3 separate regions of the Zea mays genome follow, and regions 1 and 2 are each linked to region 3. The links are chromatin contacts, called in public Hi-C maps. All regions are on one chromosome and are shown on one strand. Each heading gives the region's core, a stretch centred on a gene start, on an enhancer-like site or on the middle of the called end of the contact. The rest is flanking DNA. Distances are from core to core; before and after follow the strand shown.

Region 1 (4,252 bases), core at 945-3,444, 270 kb before region 3:
GGAGAGACGCCTGGAAGAGAAGGCAGCAGAGCATGTTGGTGGTGGTGTGAATCATGCGCTCTGCCCGGCCGTTTTGGGCGGAGGTGTAGGGGCACGGGAGACGCAACTAGATGCCGTGGGTGAGGAAGAAAGAGCGAGAAGCGTGGTTGTCGAACTCGCGGTCATTATCACACTGGAGGGCACAGATCGAGCGACGGAATTGGGTGGAGACCCAGGCGAAAAATTGGGTGAGGGTGGTGAATGTGTTGGACTTCAGCCGAAGGGGGAAAGTCCAAAGAAAGTGAGAGAAGTCGTCCAGAATGACCAGATAGTATTTGTAACCAGAGAGGCTGAGGACAGGAGAGGTCCAGAGATCACAATGGACAAGGTCAAAGGGTTGAGCAGCCCTGGACGTGGAGGTGGAAAAGGGAAGACGAGAGTGACGGCCGAGTTGACAGGCATGACAGAGGCGCTCAGAGGAGCCCTGTGAATAGGAGATATCTGAGTGGATGGAAAGTTGAGACCACGTCAGGTCCAGGGTGTCCGAGACGACGATGCTAGACGGCGGAGGTGGTGGTAGTAGCGAGGGCATGGGGGGAAGCTACGCTGGTGTGGCTAGTGGAGGGCAAGTGAAGAGAGTAGAGAGGGCCGGAGCTGTCATAGCGAGCGAGCATGGCACACGAGGGAAGGTGGCATGTGGTGAGCCCCCAGGGATCGAACTCCATCGAACAGTGGTTGTCACTAGTGAAGCGACGAACAGAGAGAAGGGGATGAGTCAGACCAGGAGCAACAAGGATGTCATTGAGGTGGAATGGTCCCGGAAGAACCGATGCACCGACTGAGGTGACCGGGAGAGCGAACCGTTGCCCACGACGATAGAGTGAGGGTGTGGAAGATGGGAGTGAGATAACGAGCTAACAGTAGGGGTAGTGTGGAAGGAGGCGCCAGAGTCGACCACCCAATCGGTGGTGGGAGGGGGAGGTGTTGGCGGCGAAGGTACGATGTGAGCGGAGAGGGCCAAAGAAGATGCCCCGATAGAGGCACTAGGAAGGGAGGGAGATGACACGGGCTCGACCGCTAGGTAGGCGATCACAACACGTGGGAAGACAAGCGGTCCAGGCACATGACGGCCCGCCTGAGGGTGGAGCTCGACGCAGTCCCGGAGAATAGGGTTCCAGGCTGGATCGAAGGACACGAACATGCCCTGGATGAGTTGGTCGTCGTGGAGGAGGGCACCCACGGGCGAGGTAAAGCTCATGTATGGCGGGGGTGATGCCATGGAATCGGTGAGGGTGGAGACAACACTGGTAGGAGTAGCGCAACTACGTGAGTAGCGAGGAGGGCCGTCAAGAAGGGCGCGCGCAACCACCGGGATCGGGTCGGGCGGCGCGGCTGGGAGCAGGGGCCGACGGCGCCCGACGGCTGGGGAAGAGGAGGCCGCGGCGGGGAGCACTCGCGGCAGGGAGAAGGGCGGCTGGGGACCAGCGGCCGACGGAAGTCCAACCGCACGTGCGCTTGCTGAGGAGGCAGAAGTGGCGGCCGCGGTGGCGCTGAGCGTGATGTGGCCGGTGGTGCGGGCGCCGATGGCAGCAGCGACGACGTCGAGGGGCGCGGCCATGGTGGCGGCGGCGCTGGCGGCCCATAGGGCAGCAGAGGCGGCAGCGCTGCTGGGATCCATGGGGCGGCCGCAAGCTATGCCTAGTCAAGGACGCAGCTTCCCTGACATAAAGCAGGCGAACTTGCTGCTCCCACAGTACTCGTAGGGCACGCCGGCCACCGTGAGCAGTCGCTCTAGCACCTCCTTGACCCGGTCAGGCTCCGCAGTCTCGCACTCGAGCTCGTACCTGGTCCCAAAGTCGAACCGTGTCTCGTCGAGCTCCAGCACGAAGCCGCCACCGTCGTCCTCGAGCCCGTACTCGTAGACAGCGCACGTGTTTCCGAAGCCGCCGAGGCAGAGGAAGGGAGCGGCGTCCCCGCCGACGCTGTACTCGGGGTCGTCGGCGTAGGCGAGGGCGAGCGCGGGCCCGAGGGGCTCCTCGATCTCCTCGACGCGGCTGACGCCGGCCTCGATCCGCAGGCGGCGCTTGAGCGCGAGGATGACGCGCTCGACGGGCTGGGCGCGACCGAAGCAGGGGAGGGCGGGCGCAGCCAAAGCAGGGGAGGGCGGGGCTGACGGTGGCCGGTGCGGAGAGGGCGGGCGGTGGAAGTGAGGAGCGGCCACCGGCGGCTGAGGTGGTGGCTGGCGGCTAGGAGGCGGCTGGCGGCCAGGGAAGGCTGGAAAAGAGAAAAAATCTAAACCTAGCTTTGGTACCAAGTTAGAATAGGAAACCCTAACCCTAGCTAGGTTGGGAGATGTATTTATACTATGAGTATCTAGGCCTAGGCCCATTACAGAGGGACGAGACTAAACCCTAATACAGTTCTAACAGGAATGAGCATGAGCTGCTCCACGAGCTCTGCAGAACAGCCACTGAAAAAGATTTTTGTTATTGAAGTCATTAGACTTAGGAGATAAGAAAACTCAGATAGGATTAGTGTAATTAGATTGGTGTATGTATTAAGTCATTAGACGGTTTATATAAAGTATATGACTTAGGAGATAAGACAACTCAGATACATATGGCAGTTTACGAGACACAATATCTACAAGACACAATATTTTTTTTCTCTAACATGCAGGATAACCGCGTATCATTATATTAAGAAAAAAAGGTCTGAAATAGACCGAATACAAGGCGCGCAGCCTAAGAAAAACAGAATAAAATAAAACTAAAGACAAAGAAAACATGGAAGAGAGGAGTGAGGGCTAGGGCCCATCACAAGCAACCTTCCTAAAAAATGCAGCCACAATCTTCTAAGGGAAGATGCTCCAGCCATGCCCCATAAATTAGCATCTTCCTAAATGTTGTGCATTAGCGTGGAAATATTTGGGGAGGCCACATCAAACACACATGCGTTCCTATGCTTCAAAATCCACCAGGTCACCAAGATCACTGTAGAGTTAAAACCTTTTTTTGTGAGTTTTCAATACCCTTCCTTCAGCTTGTTGCCACCAGTCCTGAAACACCTTATCACCAGCTTTGGGCGCTAGATGTTGTAGGCCTATTCTGCCCAAAACCTTGAACCAGACATCCCTAGCAAATACACAAGAAACCAGAATGTGCTGAATGGTTTCTTGCACTTGGTTGCAAAGAAGGCATTTCTCAGGATGATCTATGCCTCTTGGAGCTAGACGATCTGCAGTCCCGCATCTATTGAGAGAGGCCATCCATATGAAGAATTTGCAACGCGGAGGTGCCTAGCTCTTCCAAATCCTTTGGGCAGGCTCGAAGGAGATTGACCCAGCGAGAAAGCGATCATATGCAGATTTTGCAGTGTACAGTGTACTCCCCAGAAGGTGTGAACAGCCAATGATGCTGATCCGGGACCCCAGGTTGGAGTTGAACTTCTTGGATTAAATCCCAGACTGAGAAATTCCAAAATAACCTGTGCTGGTAGACTGCCAGAAATATCTTGGACCCATCTGTTGTCCAACATGGCTTCCTGAACTGTTTTTTTTTTCTGAACTTTTTCAGGGATACGTCATATTAGAGATGGAGCTACTTGCGACACAGATCCCATATAGCCAGCGATCCGACCAGAATAAAGTAGTGGCCCCATTGCCAATAATGGAACAAACTGAACTTGCAAATAGAGCTGCAGCATTTGTGTGTGTTTTGATATCAAATTCAGACCATGGTCCGTCCGGTTGAGTCTTCTTAAGCCAAAGCCATTGCATATTTAATGCCCAGCCCAAAGTTTCCAAGTTATGAATGCCTAGACCTCCTAGAGAAAGAGGCCGACATACCCTAGTCCAAGCCACTGAACAATGCCCCCCATTTATATTTGTTCTTCCTTTCCACACGAATCCTCTTCTCACTTTATCAATAGCCTTGAAAACCCACTTGGGGCAATGAAGAGCTATAAGGTGATAAATACGAATGGCTGTGAGCACCGATTTGACCAAGGCGACCCTTCCAGCCGGGTGAAGTTCTGCAGCTTTTCATGCAGGCAGCTGATACCTTATCCATAAGATCCATAAAAGCACTCCTAGGGAGTTTCTTAACAGCAAGAGGAAGCCTCTATAAGGAAAATTCACCACACTACACGGCAGAAAGTTTTGTGCAACAGTCAAGTCCTGGTCCTCACACTGAATGGGGGTTAAACTGCATTTGTTGAGATTAGTAATCAGACTTGATGCCACCCCAAAGATCCTAAGAATTTCTTTGATCAC
Region 2 (4,555 bases), core at 1,540-4,039, 310 kb after region 3:
ATACGTACAAACAACCAGAAAGATCAGCATGGCCACTAGAGGACAGAAAAAAACTCTTGATAAAACAAATAGATACAAGAGATATCGATAATATTTTATTAAAGGAAAAGGTATATATAACCCCCTGACGTATTCAGGATATAGTCTACATAACCCCTGAACTATAAAACCAGGTATTGTACACATTAAACTTTGATACAACCAGACAAATAACCCCCTTGGCTGGTTTGGTTAGTGGTTTTGCATATGTGGAACTCCACACTGGCTCGTTTCAATGGCATGGTGTCAAGTCCCACCTATCAGCCCACACCGCCGCCGCCAACCGGGTGGTGTGCACACGCTGCTGCTGTCCCCATCGCTCGCACTCGTGTCATCTTGTGGACGCCCCACGTCCTGGCACTAGCTACCGCACCACAACTGCCGCAGCGCAGCGTCAAAGAGGGACGCTGACCTCGCCACGCAGAACTTACACTAGACATCCATCCTTCACCTCAGCATCGAGCTCTCCACCACATCCCCGGTGCCTGCATCCTCGCCGATATCAAGCTGCTCGCACCGACCTCAGGCAGATAGAGCAGCATGTCCACTGGCATCGTCAACGACATGTGTGCGTGGATCCTGCTCATGATCGCCTTCACCATCTCGAAGGTGAGCAGCACCGCACTGTCGTCCCTACAGGTGCTCCTCTTTGGGGCGCTCTTCGTGCTCTTTTGCTTCTACGCCATGCACCCCAGCATGTTTTGGTTCATCCACTACACCCCCGAAGGTATCTGCACTTTTGCTTCTCTATCATGCTCACCGGCGTGTGCACTCGGTCTTCGGCACCTTTGTCTGTGGACTGGTCGGCATGGTGAACTGCAAGATGGACCAGTCCTCACGGGCACAGCTGGCAGTCATGCTTGTGGGAATCTCGGCCCTCCACTTGCTGTCATCATCATCATTAATAAACTCTAGTGACACTTTACCTTCTCACAAACGATAGGTGCAGCAAACCAGTCCCTTGAAGGCAAGATCGGTTACGTATGGGTAGCAGAAATATGCATGAAACTAGTAATGTGTGTTAGTTCCTTGGTTGCAACTTGCATGCATGCATGAGCATGCTGAGAAAGGGAAACATAGAATCAGGGGAAGGAAGCCAGTGGTGGCGGCTATGGATCGGATGAGGCAGTGGTGGCAGCCGTGATTCTTGAAGAATGGGCAGTATGCAGTGCGCTTGTTCGCAGCCACCGCAAGGCTGTGTACGAAAGGGGGCACCACGCACTTGGATGCTCTTAAAGCAGCGGTAGTTGCCGAGCGTGCATGCAGACGTAGCAAAGGGGCAGGCCAACCGGGACATGATGATCATAAAGCCAGCCAGGCTGACAGACGGTTCAATGTGCCACAGTGTCATAGCTAACTTGGAATGCCAGCTAAGCACAGCCACTTGACAATACCGTCACAGGGGTTATTTGCCTGGCTTTGCAAAGTTTATGTAGTTTTATAAGTCCAAGGTTAAGTAGATTACCCTGAATACATTAGGGGTTATATAGACTTTTTCCTTTTATTAAACATGGCAATGAACAATTGAAAGAAGCATACTTATAAACAACCAGAATGACCAGCATGCCCACTAGAGAACAAAGGAACTCTTGATAAAACAATAGGTACATGAGATATAGATAATTAGATTTGGTATTTTATTAAACACAGCAATAAACAATTGAAAGAAGCAACTCAGCCTCCTCTGGTTTTCCTTCGACATCATTGTTCTTCAGCAATTGCACATACATCCAGCATCGAAGTTTGGTTCAGTGAAAACTCATGTAATATATGATAGATATCAAATGTACCATTCAAATGAGAATAACCAGAACAACTCATTGATAAGTTTTTTGTATCCAATTCAATTATGTTTGATTAAAGCAAACTGGAGCTGCAGATGGATACTCGAATAACATGCATAATGTTTTATAGGTCCAAGACACAAACTGGTGAAGCTCACAGTATATCAGAATTGAATTAAGAACCATGAGCAACAAAGAATTGACCAAATACTGGAGAGTTGTATGTAATTTCCCCACATAAGTAACTCAACATGATTAGACTAGCAACAATTATCCAGTCGCTACTCTTAAATCATACTAAAGCATGGGGAAGTATAGGAGGCGGAGTGGGTTTGCAGCGAGATCCGCCCTATGAACGAAGCCATCTACAAAGCCTTAACTGACCCTAAGACGAGGAAGGCGGCGGGGGAGAGAGAGAGGAGGAAAAGGAAGCGAACCTGTGCGGCCTGGAGCTGTAGGAATTGGTCGAGCTTGAGGGTGAGCTGGTGCCATAGCTTCTGCTGGTAGAGGTCGGCGAGGGAAGCATACCAGTCGGCGAGGTCCGGGCGCGCCTGCCGCTGCGCCTCCACGTACTGCAGCGCCATCGCAATCCAACTCCGGTTCCCGTCCCGAGCAAGCAGCTGTTGGTCGGTAGGGTTTGAGATAAGATCTGCTACGACGACTGCAGCTGCGAGGGAGACGACTGAGAGAGAGAAGAAGGTAACCACCACCAGCAACAGCAATGCAAAAATAAAACCCTAGCGCTGGCGGAGGTGTGGCAGGAGAAGAGGGGAAGGGGGTGATACTTGCCGTCAGACGGAAGGGAAGGATCCGGGTCGGTCGATTGGTAGATCTATATTCCGCAGGTCTGGACTCGACTGAAAGTGCAAGAAAGAGGAGAAGCCCGACGACGGCTGCGACGCAGCGACGGGGAGAACACAAGACGAGTCGGAGGCGACGCCATACTGCGGACAGCCCAATGCAAATGCGTGCGTGGGGCAGCGGCCCATCCAGCAAGAAATCAAACTCCGCCCATGGGCCTCTCCCCTACGTTGTTGCAAGTACGACCGATTGACCGGTTTGCTGCATGAAGTAACTTGTTTATATTTAAAAAATGGAATTTCAATTTTATATCTTGACTACTAAAAATATCTGCGGCTCCTGAACAGACGTGACAACTAGTTTGGTGACAAAGGAATGGTAGAAGATCCATACAAAATGGTCCCTATAGCTCTAGAATTAGGCGCCACAGCACCTATCGCTGATATCGAGCCAGCTCGGCTCATTCCAGCTCAAGCTGACTCGTTAAGGTAGTGTTTGGTTAAAGAGCCAAGTAGAACGGAGCCGTTCTGTCCCAGTTTTGTTGTTGTTTGGTTACAAAGTAACTAAAACGGAATGACTCCAATTAGTGAATATTCTCCTCAGATCCGGAATCATTCTGCTCCAAAAAATCAACCGGACGGAGCCGCTCCGTTCCCATCCCGCTCTCACAGTCACGCTCCGTTCTGTTCACTCTGCAACCAAACAAAAAACAGAGCCGCTCCGTTCCAGATTACCAAACACAGAACAGAGCGGCTCAACAATAGAAAATAATAATTATACTCATAGTTCAGAGACCACATCAATGTATCATCAAATTAACACAACTCGTCACTCATCAATTCACTATTCGCACACATGTTTATCAGTTTAACTCACACTTATATTCTCATAGAACAATTTAACACATATACATAGTTCATCAATCATTAGTTTTACTCATTGGTCATAGATACCACACATACATATAACATGGTCATCAATTGTTACGTAAATGATATGCATATAGTTTTGTTTTGCTGAAATGTGATAGCTCGTTTAGCTCGTGAGCTGGCTTGTTAACAAACCGAGCCAGCTCGTTAATGAATTGAGCTCGGATGCCAGCTCAGCTCGTCAAAAAAATTAAACGAGTCGATCCGAGCCGAGCTGATCACGAACCGAGCGAGCTAACGAGACACGAGCATTTCATCCAGCCCTACCTATCGCTTGTGGCAGGGCAGTAGGTGTCATGACGCTCAATTGCTAGTTGGCAGGTAACAATTTTTAGTTATATAAACCTATTATGTGTTTTTAGGGTTTTACTAGTCGGTTGTCCGTGCGTTGCAACGGCTCACAACAATACTCATGTAAATTATCCACTAAAAAGATCTCAAGATTTTTTATTCATTGTCTTCGCTCTCCGCATAATATTTTTTTTATTTGACTAACTCATGTTGTTGTTTACTCCATCCAATATGTTTGGTACAACACGGCAAATGAAGGGAGCAATTAGAAGAAAGTTCACAACGACTGACTGAACGAACAGAAATTATAGAATGACATAATTCCACCATAAATAGACCAAATAAGAGGAAGTTTGTGAGCTCAAGTTTCTAAAATAAGTCACATGAACTCAAACTTATAAAAAATATAGATCAAAATATGGAGTGGTTGCTAAAGTCAAGCATCAATAAAAATTGGATGCGCTCCATACAAATTATGGTACTTTGTAGCAATTACTAACGTTTAAAACCAACAAATAACCTTTCCTTTTACTGTTAGCGTGACAAATCATTGTTGCTCCATTCAATTCAGCAACCTCAAATACCATGGAGTCCATTGCACCAAGGTGGTCTCCGAAACGACCTAATGCATGCAAGAGCCAAGAACACAAGGGACGAGCATCCTGTGGTAGTGCATGCATAGATCTCCAAATTCTAACACATATTTTTGCA
Region 3 (4,098 bases), core at 361-2,860:
CCGCAGCCCCTCCATGGGCCTCCTTAGGCCCTGACAGCAACATTAAAGTGCAATATGGTAGAACCGTAAAAGTGAAAATAGAAGCATAACTGGCAACAGAGCCATGAAAGTCAGCTACTTACTGACTTTCGTGGTCAGATGAAGAAGATTTCCTTCCATTTTCTAAGCTAGCCTCTTGCTGCGATGTGCTAAAGGCCTTGTTCCCATCACTCAACGCTACTCCTTGTCGCTGCACCATTCAAAAAGAAACAAGTGTAAACCATACGAAAAATTGCTATTACTTAGATTCATAATCAGGGGTGTGAATTGCTGTCCCTAAGGGTCTCCAACCAGGGACGGAGCCAGAAAAAAAAATTAGGAGGGACTGAACTAAATTGCTACAGTATATTAACCCCTTCCATGTTATACCGTGTACACTTTAAATTTTAGGGGAGGCTCTAGTGGGGCTCAATGAACTCGACAGCGGTAGGGGGGGGGGGGGGGGGGGGGGGGGGCTCGAGACGCACCGCTGGCTCCGTCCATGTCTGCAACGACCCTTTTTACTTCAATTATGAGTACTAGCTTTCAAAAATGTGACCAGATTTTGTAGTAGTGACTAAAGAGGGTCGGTCAAGACCCTTAGGAGGCATCCATTTGCATCCCTATTCATAATCACTTTCATGTTCTAGTGGTACTTTGCGATATGATTAACAGAATTGGCACAGCTTAGGGTCTCCACATGTCGAACCTGATCGATTACCATCTCAATTTTCTCCTTCCAAATTAGAGCTTCCTGTATGTTGAATGCCGCCATCTGATACATGCCACAAATAGGAATTGAGCAAAATGAGTGATATTTAACTGAAGCCGTAGGATGAAAATCCAATGACCTTTATCATAACATTTAGCGCAAAAGAGATGAGATGGGAAAAAAACTTAGCAGCGATACAAAGCAGTTTGAAATCCAGTAATCTACTGTTGAATGCACTAAACAAAGTGAAGTTGCTCCGAATGAATACATCATTGATTTACCGTGATGCGGTTGTGCTTCTCCCTTTTGTTATAGACGCATAAGACATAAAGCATCTGCAGCAGGAGAAGTAATGCCCGAACGAAATCATCGTCCCAGACTCCCAGTCATCGCAGAATTATGATAACAAAAAGGAAGAAGAACACCAAAAAGAGATGAGAGAGAGGAAAACAGTTGTACATGTCCATGGTGCATCTTGAGCCCCCTGTCCTCGACCCTGCAGTTGCCATCGATGTGAAGGGACTTGATGGGGAGCTTTCCCCCGACCTTGTCGGCCTTGTGCTGCGGCTTGCGCTTGTAGTAGGACAGCATCCGTGGCTCCAGCACGAAGTAGCGGGTGTGGACGAAGGACCTACCGATCTTGCGCCGACCGTAACGGATCATCCACCCCTCGTATACCACCGACGAGGAAGAGGACGACGACATCACCCCCCTCCCTCAGATCCCTCCCTCTCCTCAGTAGCAAAAACACAGCACCAGACGACGACCGATTCGATCCACCAAACGCAGCTACAGCAGCTGCTGCTTAGCTCCTCTCCTCTCCTGGATTCTTCTCGGGAATAGTGGACTCCTAGTCGTCTGCTCCGTCGGCCTCGGTGAGATCGAAATCGAAGAATGGGTGCAGAAGAGAGGCCATGGACGCAACGCAACCAACAATGCATAGTGCAAACCATCGTTGCTGCTGGGCCGGCTTCTTTAGTCAGTCACAAGGCCCGAATATCCTCCACGCTTGCGATTCCCTGTCTAATGGGCTATTTTTTCTTTAAAAAAGGGATAGGCTAAACTTAGGGGGTGTTTGAATGCACTAATAGTTCAACTATTAGCTATTTTTGGTAAATTAGTTAATAGTTAGGTAGTTATTTATTAGCTAGCTAATTCCACTAACAAATTTTAGCCAACTAACTATTAGTTGTAGTGCATTCAAACACCCCCTTAGAGAGATACATACTTAGTAGGTGTTTGAATGCACTAAGGGCATGTTTGGTTTGTTACCTCAATTGTCACATTTTGCCTAACTTTTCTACCTAAGGTTAGTTATTCAATTCAAACGACTAACCTTAGGCAAAGTGTGGCATATTTAGGCACAAACCAAACATGCCCTAAAACTAATAGTTAGTTGGCTAAAAATTATTAGTGGAATTAGCTAGCTAACAAATAACTACCTAACTATTAACTAATTTACTAAAAATAGCTAATAGTTGAACTATTAGCTAGGGGTGTTTGGATGTCTCAACTAATTTTAGTGACTAACTATTAGTTTTAGTGCATTCAAACACCCCCTTATACGAGCTAAGGACTAAGGAAATATAGAGGTTATTATTATTATTATTATTATTATATGAATTTACTTATATGGGCTAAGCTATCTAGTTTCGTAAAGCCGGATTTCTAAATATCGGTGTGATAATAGTAAGGTCATATACCTTGTGAATCCCACACATTTAGGCTTAGTTTGGCAGTAAGAAAAAATTAGCCCACCAAATATTGCCCGTCGTTGAACACTAATGGAGTGTTTAGTTTTAGAAATAATGTAGTCCATCATTATTAGGGATTTTCTCAAATGCTATGAGTTAAGAACAAGACAATATAAAAATGTTCAATATTAATGTCCTTCGTCCTTCGAAGCATTATTTTTCCAAGAATATAATGATCTTCGGACGAAGGTTACGAAAGACATACCTTCATCATCTCGACATATACATATATATATATATATGATTATTAACAACGAATGAAACATGTAAAGCATAAGAAACAATATGAACAATAACATCATCATATATATATATATATATATATATATATATATATATATATATATATATATATATATTTCTCAGTATATAATCGTAAATCAATATAAGAACAATATTGAATTATATTTAGTACCTTCGGCTTGACAGAAAGTAAAGGTACAAGCGTGACGCAAAAAGCAAATGACCAGTCCGCCTGAACAGTACGGGAGTACTGTTCATTTATTTATAGGCACGGGACGCAGCCCTTATGAAATTACATTCGTACCACTTACATTTGCTAATGATTCTAAAGTAATTCATTGAGGTTTAAGTAGTCTTTTCCCTTTTAAGTCGGTTCTCTTTCCAGCTGCCATGCCGAAGCCCCCTTCCGTGTAGCTTCAGCGCTGCGTCAACCTTCGTCACAATCAAGCTCCATATCATGTCTGCTTTCATCATGAATCCGAAGATACCTGTCCATAAACCATACTTGGAAGACATTGTTAAATTATGTTTTTGAGGACCTTCGAAGGACGAAGGCCCCCAACAGTAGCCCCTCGCAGTATTAATCTGTTAACAAATTCAGACTGCGACATGGACGAAGGCCTTAAGCCGAAGGTCCGAAAAAACACCTTCCCTTTGCTAGAATAGCAACAGTCAATGACAAATGGGACCCTCCAAATTGGAGCGCACTAGGTGTATAAATAAGAACTCACCCCGAGCACACTTGGTACGCTACTTGCCGCCTCATTGTTTGCTCAATTTTTTAGCCCTTGCTTACCAGCACTTGCTTAGCTTCTTAGACTTCCTAAGCTTCGGTTTTAAGGACACATTTTCACCATTTTCGAAGAAAAGATGTCTCAAGACAAAAAAGTTGCTGCTGAGACGAAGCTGAGCGAAGAGGTGAAGCTCCTTGAGGAGAAGACTGCTGGATTTGTAGAGTCAATAGCGAAAACAAATACAGAGAAGATTACAAAAGAGATACTTGAAGGCTTGTTTGAAGATACCGATGATAGCGACAGTTATGATGTAGAGAGTGGAGGCAAAGACTCTAAAGATCGGCCCTAGCGGCCAAGTCATGCAGTCTTCGGGAAATCGACTATCAAGCAGAGTCATCTTGACCATATGAGAGGAAGGTACTTTCGAGATATGTCTATTGTTAGGGCTGACGTAGACAGGGTCGTTCCTGCTCCTGAAGAAAATGAAGTTGTGATCTACCGAAGCTTCTTCAAAGCTGGACTTCGGTTCCCGTTAAGCAGATTTGTTGTTGAAGTTTTAAAGATATACCAATTTTTTCTTCACCAGATCACTCCCGAGGCAATTGTTAGAATGGGGATCTTCGTCTAGGCTGTGAGA

Evidence for each region. Hi-C and Micro-C count contacts between places; a contact is called where the count stands out from the background.
Region 1: a contact with region 3 is called in a Hi-C map of endosperm, with 2.3 times the contacts expected there. The contact joins the enhancer-like site here to the promoter of LOC100274173 in region 3. A contact is called at or near these places in 3 of 25 Hi-C or Micro-C datasets (ear, endosperm and tassel).
Region 2: a Hi-C map of tassel shows a contact between it and region 3, with 5 times the contacts expected there. The contact joins the promoter of LOC100285832 here to the promoter of LOC100274173 in region 3. A contact is called at or near these places in 3 of 25 Hi-C or Micro-C datasets (ear, leaf and tassel).

Annotation. Positions count from the first base shown.
Region 1 is chr5:47,546,898-47,551,149 of Zm-B73-REFERENCE-NAM-5.0, reverse strand. All of the region lies in intron 13 of LOC103626304 (protein ACTIVITY OF BC1 COMPLEX KINASE 7, chloroplastic), which reads left to right. Among protein-coding and RNA genes, the nearest start is that of LOC103626304, 42 kb to the left of the region's middle. Within about 2 kb of position 2,194, at least 1 of the 20 cell types and tissues checked has an H3K27ac peak or open chromatin away from gene starts, as enhancers often do. A contact at or near this core is called in endosperm, where this site is marked.
Region 2 is chr5:46,973,589-46,978,143 of Zm-B73-REFERENCE-NAM-5.0, reverse strand. LOC100285832 (26S proteasome non-ATPase regulatory subunit 13) reads right to left here and starts at 2,789. Exons shown (of 7, transcript NM_001158722.1): 1 at 2,613-2,789; 2 at 2,261-2,484. The coding sequence starts at 2,407.
Region 3 is chr5:47,280,136-47,284,233 of Zm-B73-REFERENCE-NAM-5.0, reverse strand. LOC100274173 reads right to left here and starts at 1,610. Exons shown (of 20, transcript NM_001360556.1): 1 at 1,190-1,610; 2 at 728-793; 3 at 123-229. The coding sequence starts at 1,435.